3 separate regions of the Sus scrofa genome follow, and regions 1 and 3 are each linked to region 2. The links are chromatin contacts, called in public Hi-C and HiChIP or PLAC-seq maps. All regions are on one chromosome and are shown on one strand. Each heading gives the region's core, a stretch centred on a gene start, on an enhancer-like site or on the middle of the called end of the contact. The rest is flanking DNA. Distances are from core to core; before and after follow the strand shown. Region 1 overlaps LOC106505879 (a long non-coding RNA gene). Region 2 overlaps LOC110256747 (a long non-coding RNA gene). Region 3 has its middle 370 kb from the start of DIRAS2.

Region 1 (2,700 bases), core at 172-2,671, 180 kb before region 2:
CGTCTCCTTGTTAACCAGCATTATTGAACAATTTTGGCCACAGGTTCCCTCCTAGAGGGAAAGTTCACAGGAACCCCCTCATTGTGACTTTTTTTAGTCTCCTCTGTTAAAAGCCTTCATACACTTGGCCTCACCAAGGGACCTTGACAATGGCCTCACCTCTGCTGACTGTGAAATACCCAGCTGAGCCGCTCTCTCTTTTTCTGACCCTGGCTGTCACCACAGCTCAGCCGGGAGGTTCATCATGATCCCTAAGTCTCTTCCCTCAGAGGAGTTAACACCCCCGAATACGTAGAATCATTATTTTTATGTGGAGAGATCACAGATCGATTATGCATACTCTTTACTTAGTTACTTTCCTGTGCTTTCTTGGTTTTCCATGATTTTTGTGGCATTTTTACCTCTGAAAAAAGAAACCATATATTTTGCCATCCCTCAATGGCATAAATAGCCCCCTTGTCAAAAAGCCTCAAGAACCAGCCCCGTGAGCCTGGGTCACAAGCAACCTTCAAGACTTTGCGGGAGCATCTGCGTTTTGAGTAGGTAGAAATGTTACAAAATGCTGCATTTTTGCTCTTAAAACATCTCCCTTGACTTAAATAGCATGATGGATAGCACCCAAATGAGGTTTTTCTTCCCCAGAAGTTTCTCCCAGAATAGAAACTGCCCACAGTATTTTTCTTGGGAATAGATTTGTATGGGAGTGTTCGCTGTTGACATTTTTAAGCTGATGCACCCTGTTATGCAAAGTTGAGCAGAAAAGGCAAGGTTCCAGTTGCCACTTTCGTTTTGTGACCTGAACGTTGCCAACTAGGGTAAACACACATTCACTAGTCAAATGCATTCGACACTTAGATTCTTAGCGTGTACATTCCTGAAATGCCAGCAGCTCACATGCTGGCCTGGTTGGTTTGGCGTTCTGGTTTCAAAGCTGAGGCAAGTGGCCCAAATCCTTTTCTTATCCTTCTTTGCGGCCCTGGAGGCCCAGCAAAAGGAAAATCCTGACAGTGTTCTTTAGGTGAGGATAAGGTTTCAGATGCTCCAATTTCTCTAGAGGGCCACTGCTCCATGGAGGAAAAATAGCCAACCAAAAATTCAGCAGCTGCCCCCCCTGAAAATCCAGGTTCTGGGGTTTGGGTCTTAAAACACAGCACCTGTTGCAAATAAGCAGGTGCAATCAGACTGCAGCTGTGGGATACTGTCATGTAGCCGGCTTGTATCAACATACACAGGGGTCCTTGTCAGTCTGACACATGAGGATAGGGCAGTAAAAGAATTTTGATACAGCTCCTGCCACCCCAGCAGAGAGGAACCAGGCAGAATTTATCAGGCTCCCTGCAAGCCATGAGAGGAAAACATTTATTTGTCTCAGTCAACCAGATTCTCAGTTGTCTTGTTGCTGGGTTTCTATGGCAACGATGTTCATTGTAAGTGCAGAACAGTTACCAATTCAATCTCTGGACTGCATCCCCATTGGAGGCTGCAAGTCTATCCTTCCCACTTTCCTTTGGCATCAGTGACTAGAAGGAAAGGAATGCATCCTGGAATGAAATAGCTAAGCATTTAGGCACTTGGCATTTTCCATCTCTCCCAGCAAGGAGCATACAAATCAAAGGGTTCTGAATGGGGGTGGGGGGGCAAGGAAGTTGGTATTGGACCCAAACCAATGGTAATAACCCAGATGTTCAGCTTGTCTTGGGATCCAGAGTAATTATTTTTATCCTTTCCACCATTGTCAGAACTTTGGTTAGATAATTCCGAATGAAAAAGTTCTACTAAAGAATTTCTTCTGTAACAGAGTCTTGGAGCCACTTCCGAGTGTGTTGCAAGAAAACCCAGGGCTGTTTTGCAAAGATGGATCATCTCTGTGAAGGATAAAAGCCTGTATTTTAAGTATCTCCTCTGCTGCTTGAATGCAGACATAGAAAACCCTACAGCGTGGCCCCAGGGTCAGAAAGAACCACTAGGCAAGACCCTGCAAAAAATGATCCCAACCACAGCCCACCAGGTTCACAAGTAATGAAAAACACGTAGTGATACCCTGATACCTGGATGTCAGGGTTTCACTCTGCTGCCTGGGACCCTCCAGAGAGGTGCCCATTCCTTTGGCTTCTAGATTATCAGAAATATGCAACCCAGAGCAAATGACAGGGCAGCCTTGTCATTCTTACACAGGCCTATCCTTATTATTGTTACTATGATTTCATTAATAGTAACACTAAAAAGGCTCTGAATTTTTTCCTTTTTACAGCCGAACCTGCAGCATCTGGAATCGACCAGGTTAGGGGTAAAATCACAGCTGCGGTTGCAGCCTACACCACAGCCATGGCAACACCAGATCCAAGCCACATTTGCAACCTAGGCTGCAGCTCGCAGCAACTCCAGATCCTTAACCTACTGAGCGAGGCCAGCAATTGAAACTAACCTCATGGAGACTATGTCAGATCCTTAACCCACTGAGCCACAACAGGAACTCTAAGTCTCTGACTTTTAATTAAATTATTCCTTCTTCCCTGTGCACACTCAGCTCCATACAGGAAAATGAGGTATTTTATTACCTTTTTAAGTCTCTATTTTAATTTACATTGGTTAAGCCAAATTGAAGCCAAACTCAACCCATCAGAACATCCGGGGGAAGGGGATGGTTCCCTTCCAGTAACTCAGTGGTGGAAAAACGGGGAGGTTGCACTCAACCCCCTT
Region 2 (2,700 bases), core at 119-2,618:
TGTGAAATCCGCTTTCCAGGAGTTAGCATCATGGCTCAGTGGGAATGAACCTGACTAATATCCGTAAGGATGCAAGTTTGATTGCTGGCCTCGCTCAGTGGGTTAAGGACCCGGCGTTGCCATGAGCTGTGGTGTAGGTTGCAGATGCGGCTGGGATCCCACGTTGCTGTGGCTGTGGTATAGGCTGGCAGCTACAGCTCCGATTCAAACCCTAGCCTGGAAACTTCCTTATGCAGTGAAAAAAGACAAAAAAAAACAAAAAACAAAAAACAAAACCTAGTTTCCCTCTGTGCAGTCCCAAGAGGTTTGCATCTGTTTCACAGGTGGTGTTTAAGTCACAGAACATCAAGGAGGAGAGGAAATGGAGATTGTTGAGCCTGTCCCTGGCAGGGCTGTCTTGCCTGGGACTAGAAATGCCCCCACCTCACCCCATCCACCTTCCCCACCTCCTGCACCCCATTTCCCCCTCCCCCATTCTACCTCCCCCTCCCCATCTACCTCCCCAAACTCCATCTACTTTCCCCACCCCTCCTGCTTCCCCCACCCCATCTTCTCCTGCCCCATCAACCCTATCACCTCCTCTGACTCCCCTTTGCACCCACTTCCCTCGTCCCCTTCCCCTCCCCCACCTCCCCCATCTCCTCTACCCCATATCCCCCTCCCCTATTTCATCTCTTCCCCCAACACACACACACACACACACACACACACACGCGCGCGCGCGCATGCACGTGTGCGTGCACGCGCACGCACTATTGGGTTCCCCCCAAGCCACAGTGGCAGAACTGCTGGAGAACAAAGGCCACCCTGGGGCCACATCTTGGGATCCCTGGCTGTCCCCTGGGGCCAGCCTTGCTCCTGCTCTGAAATGGGCACTGTGGAGCCTTCTCTCCAGCCACCAGGACTTGTGTGCTCCCTGCAGCCAATGACCCTGGGGAGAGGGCCACTCGACCTCTGTGGTGGCCGCCTGTGGCTGCCCTCGGAGGCAAGACCTGCTTTCCCCAGCTGTCACTCCTCCAGGTCTGGAACTGGCTTTCCCCGTGTGTGTTCTTCCAGCATCCACACCCCAGCCAAGCTGCAAGTCCCTCTGGGGCCAGCCCCTGCCCAGCTCCTGGCTGCCTTCCCAGAGCAAGGCGGTGTCCCCATAGCACCCTCTCTCCTAGAGGCCAGGCCTATAAGCTGCCCTCTCAATTTAGCCCGGCAGCCCTGGGAGAGGAGGCCCCTCCCAGTGCAAATCCCAGGCCCCTCCCTGGAATTCAGGAGCTGCCTGGGATTTTTCAAATGGCAGTCCTTCCAGCTGGAAAGTGCATTTGAGTTCCAGCCTCCCCCCAGCAACCCCAGAAGAAGAGACTCAGAGCCCAAGGGAGGCAGCCTCGAGCTCGGAACCGGCAGGTGGGGAGCACAGGATGGCTCCCACCTTAGTTCAGGCCAGTCCGTGACTCCCCCGCAAAGCCACAGGGCCCCTGTGGGGATTCAGACAAGTGTACACAATTCTGGGGGGGTCGATGGCAGAGAACCCCCCACCTGACCGGAGATACTAAATGTGGCTGTTCAGGCAGACTTACTCTCCTACACGTGGGATTTGGCTTCCAGACAGCGGCCTCCTGTCCCAGTGCATGGCCACGGATGATCTGGGCTACTTGTTAAACAAAACTAAACTAACATAAAGACAGGTTTCCCAGCACACTTTGGAGTGAGTAACCCTATCCATCGTCCATATGCCAGGCATCATTCCCCAGCAGCTGGGTGGGGAAGAAAGCTTAATCGCTTTGAACCTGCATAATCTCTGCGCCCTCCAACTATATAAAGGTACAGCTGGGCAAAATGTCATGAAAACATTCGATTCTAGGTAACAGGGTGTCAGATGCCTTGCATGCTTTCTCACATTTCCAGGACACACTCCAAAGAACCCCCTGGCGTGCTGACATCACGTGCTACTCAGAGGACACAGCCACGCCACCCCCCACCACCCCTTCCCCCACTCCTCCACCACCCCTGACCTCGGAAAGATGAAGCATTGTCCATCTTTACCCTGGGGGCAGTGGGGGTGGGGGTGGAAATATGATGGACATAATGAGCTAAAAAATACTTGGTGCCTAGAGAAGTCACTTGAAAGATGAGGGTTCTTAAGGATCCCGCTATTTCTTTGAATTCCCATGGAACTCAGGTATCTAGGTTTCTCCCAAAGCTTTCCTGCCTCTGGCTTTTTCTTTGCTATTTCTAGAGGCAGGCCCGATTGCTGCTGTCAATAGTTTTGACAAATCACGATGGAGCTAAAAGAAGTAGGTGGAAGAGGAACCCTCCGGCCCTTGGTGACAATCACGCTCCTCCTGTTCCCTGAGTCCCCGCCACACGCCTGGCTCTCACACATCCTCCTTTAAAGGCAGACGTCAAGAAGGGGTCATGCTAGGATCTGTGGCCAGTCAGCCCTCGCTCCTTTAGATAAGATGGTTGAATGAGTCACGTAGTGATGCAGAACAACAGTAATTCTTTATTACCTCTCTGGGTTCCTATGAGTCAGGGATTCGAACAGGAAGCAGCAGGTGGCTTGTCTCTGCCCAGTGGTGTCTGGGACCTCTGCTGGGGACTCAACGTCTGGGAGGGACCCCCTGAGGACCAGTCCTTCCTATGTCTGGTGGTCCAGCAGGGCTTCCAGCAGGAACTCCCAACCTCTGCAGGTACCCCCAGCTTGCTTCCAAC
Region 3 (2,700 bases), core at 199-2,698, 220 kb before region 2:
GCCACCACAATAAAGCAGAGGCAGCTCAGGCTCAGGTCCACAAGCTGGTAGTTGCATATCAAGTGCCCTAAAAGACCATTCAGGTCTTTTACTCACGACAAAAAGAAAGGTAATATTTTTGACCTTTGAGAGTAAACCTATTGTTTGCATAAGGGAAAGTTGTTAATTAATTGAGCACTGTTTCTGTGGCTCCCCAGAGGAGTGACTGTGTCATCTCATCTTTTCTTACCAGAGCCATGTTCAATTATTGCCATGGTTTTATTCAAAATTTAATTACGAAGAAATTGAGGCACAAAGGATTGAAGTAAAGCACTTATAGCTGCACAGCTGCTGGTATCAGGGAGCTGGAAGCAAAATAACAGTAGGCATTTACTGTCATGGCAAACACATAATATTTTAAGAGGATCTGAAAGTCTCTTTTTTTAATCTGGCATCAAAATCTTTACCTACTGTTTTCATGGTCTTAAAGCACCTCCTCAATTAGCCAGTGACTCATTTTTCCTGCAGAATTTATAAATAGCACTGATAATTTTTACCAGGATGAAATATAGAACAGAACAGATAATCTCTATAAACATGGAGATTAACATTTTTTTTTTATCTTTATGGCAGGATCTGGATCAAAAGTTTTTCTGATTTCAGGGTCCTGCATGTCAGAGATGAGCTGGGAAAGAATACAAAGGAGAGTCAGTGGGAGTTTGTACAAGATGGTGGGAGAGATAGGGGCGTTTATGGGCGGGAACGGAGCATCTGTTTATTTATTTACCGTCTGTAGCCTTAAACCTTACAGATGGAGATATGAACTAAGCCACAAAAGGTCAGGTTAGGGGGAGCTGAGCAAAAGTATGCCAAGCAACTCAGGGCACCTGCCTGTCTGGGCTGAGAGTCCCCTATCAGCCTGGCAAACACCAGCGAGTTTTCTCTATGAGGATCCATGCGGGAGAGGGCACAGAAGCTGGCATCTTCTTCATCAAGATAAGTCTCGTACTGAAGCTTCTTCTAGGTAAGCAGCTCAGCAGGCTAGTCAAGACCAGGCAATCCTCTTTGTTCCTCTCTGTGGTGCAAGGGACCTTTCACCTGGGTAGAAGGCGTGCATTCTATGTGAATCCTTGCCCAAGATCAGCCTGCAGTGACACACAGGCGAATACATCCAAAGGTGTCCAGTGATCCACGCCCTCTGAGCATGGGATTCAGCAACTAATGACACCAGCTTAAACCCAGAGCACCAAACACTGAGAGAAAACAGAAGACAAAATGTCCTTTCATAAGGAAATATGAATCAAAGGGCCTGTTTTTAAGAAGAGCTATGTTTGGGTTAGGGTTAGGGTTCGAGTTAGAGCCTCAGGACTGAGGTTGCTGAAGCCAGGTTTATCCAACTGAAACCCAGGTCTTCTGGTTGCCCTTCTGGAGCCTCTGCATTTGCACAGCCCTCAGCTGCCCAGTGTCTTCCTCCAGGGCCATCTGCTAGGGCCTCCCTGCAGTGACATCTACAGGGAAAGATATAACGAGTTATATTAATCCAGAGTATATACTTTGGAATAAAAATGGATGACTCTGGATATAGATTTTTTTTTTTTTTAATATCAGCCAACAAGTAGCTCTTCAAGATCATTGGCTTCAACCTTTTCTGGCTCCCTGCCTTTGCAATGCTCTCATTCTCCAAGCTGTCCCCAGCCCCCACCCGCCTCACTCCCTGTCCAGCCCTGGCAGGCAGCCCCAGTCCTTCCCAGAGCCGGCTCCTGCTATTCCCCCAGTGGCTCCAGCCGAACCACAGTCCGTGGCATTGCCTGATGCTTTTTGCCAGCAAGCCCATAATAAGAACCCTCTCAAACCGCTGCAAGACCTTATGTTTTCCAGAACCCAGAGGCGTTTTCTGTTGCATAACCCAGTTGATTCTTGCTATATCTCCTCCCAGCTTGTGGATCAGCTCCTGCTTGGTTTAATGTGTCTGAGTAAGAGCTTCATTCCCAGGTGCCTGTTATCAGATTCTCCAATTTTAGCCCTGCATTTTCTGGGTCATCTGGATAATGGACCTCATTTACTGGTTGATCATTACCGCTTTGTTTTTGAGTCTATACTTAGCTTCCTAGGGCTGTCAGAACAAAGTATCACAAACCGGGTGGCATAAAACAACAGAAATTTATCGTCGCACAGTTCTGGGGGCCAGAAGTCTCGAATAAGGCTGTCATTGGGGTTATGTATCCTCTGGAGACTCTAGGGAAAAATCCTTCCTGCCTCTCCCAGCTTCCAGTGTGCTCAGCTTCTCTTTGGTTTGTGACTGCTTCCCTTCAATCCTTCCTGTCTTTACAGGACCATCATTTTCCTAGGTGTCTCTTTTCAAATGATGTATATATGTCTGCATATAGGTATACATGGGTACATGTATGCGTGTACATGTGTGTATGTACGTGCACATGTCTCTCTGTATAGTCTGTGTGCCTGTGTGTATACATCTGTGTGTGTATGTATGTATGTATGAATATGTGCATATGTATGTGTCTGTGTGTCTATGCATGTGTGTGTGTGTGTGTGTGTGTGCTTGTGCATGTATGCATGTGTGCCCGTGCAGGTGTGTCTTTGGTTACAACCCTAAGTAAGGGAAGAAGGGGAAGGACAAGGACAAAGGAAAGGTGAGCCACAAGACAGCACCCCCTGCAGCCCGCCTAGGGTAAGGCATGCCCAGCTCCAGACCACCCGAAC

What was found. Hi-C and Micro-C count contacts between places; a contact is called where the count stands out from the background. HiChIP or PLAC-seq counts read pairs in DNA pulled down with a chosen protein or histone mark.
Region 1: an H3K27ac HiChIP or PLAC-seq map of skeletal muscle shows a contact between it and region 2. The contact joins two enhancer-like sites. A contact is called at or near these places in 3 of 47 Hi-C or Micro-C datasets (heart right ventricle and skeletal muscle) and 1 of 2 datasets of contacts at active chromatin or transcription factors (skeletal muscle).
Region 3: a Hi-C map of liver shows a contact between it and region 2, with 4 times the contacts expected there. The contact joins two enhancer-like sites. A contact is called at or near these places in 2 of 47 Hi-C or Micro-C datasets (liver and skeletal muscle) and 1 of 2 datasets of contacts at active chromatin or transcription factors (skeletal muscle).

What each region holds. Positions count from the first base shown.
Region 1 is chr14:1,558,227-1,560,926 of Sscrofa11.1, reverse strand. All of the region lies in intron 4 of LOC106505879 (a long non-coding RNA gene), which reads right to left. Among named protein-coding and RNA genes, the nearest start is that of GADD45G, 390 kb to the right of the region's middle. Within about 2 kb of position 1,421, at least 26 of the 83 cell types and tissues checked have an H3K27ac peak or open chromatin away from gene starts, as enhancers often do. A contact at or near this core is called in skeletal muscle, where this site is marked.
Region 2 is chr14:1,379,774-1,382,473 of Sscrofa11.1, reverse strand. LOC110256747 (a long non-coding RNA gene) reads right to left here. Exons shown (of 2, transcript XR_002338666.1): 2 at 2,472-2,700. Among named protein-coding and RNA genes, the nearest start is that of GADD45G, 220 kb to the right of the region's middle. Within about 2 kb of position 1,368, at least 26 of the 83 cell types and tissues checked have an H3K27ac peak or open chromatin away from gene starts, as enhancers often do. A contact at or near this core is called in liver and skeletal muscle, where this site is marked.
Region 3 is chr14:1,602,044-1,604,743 of Sscrofa11.1, reverse strand. No RefSeq gene overlaps it. Among named protein-coding and RNA genes, the nearest start is that of DIRAS2, 370 kb to the left of the region's middle. Within about 2 kb of position 1,448, at least 8 of the 83 cell types and tissues checked have an H3K27ac peak or open chromatin away from gene starts, as enhancers often do. A contact at or near this core is called in liver, where this site is marked.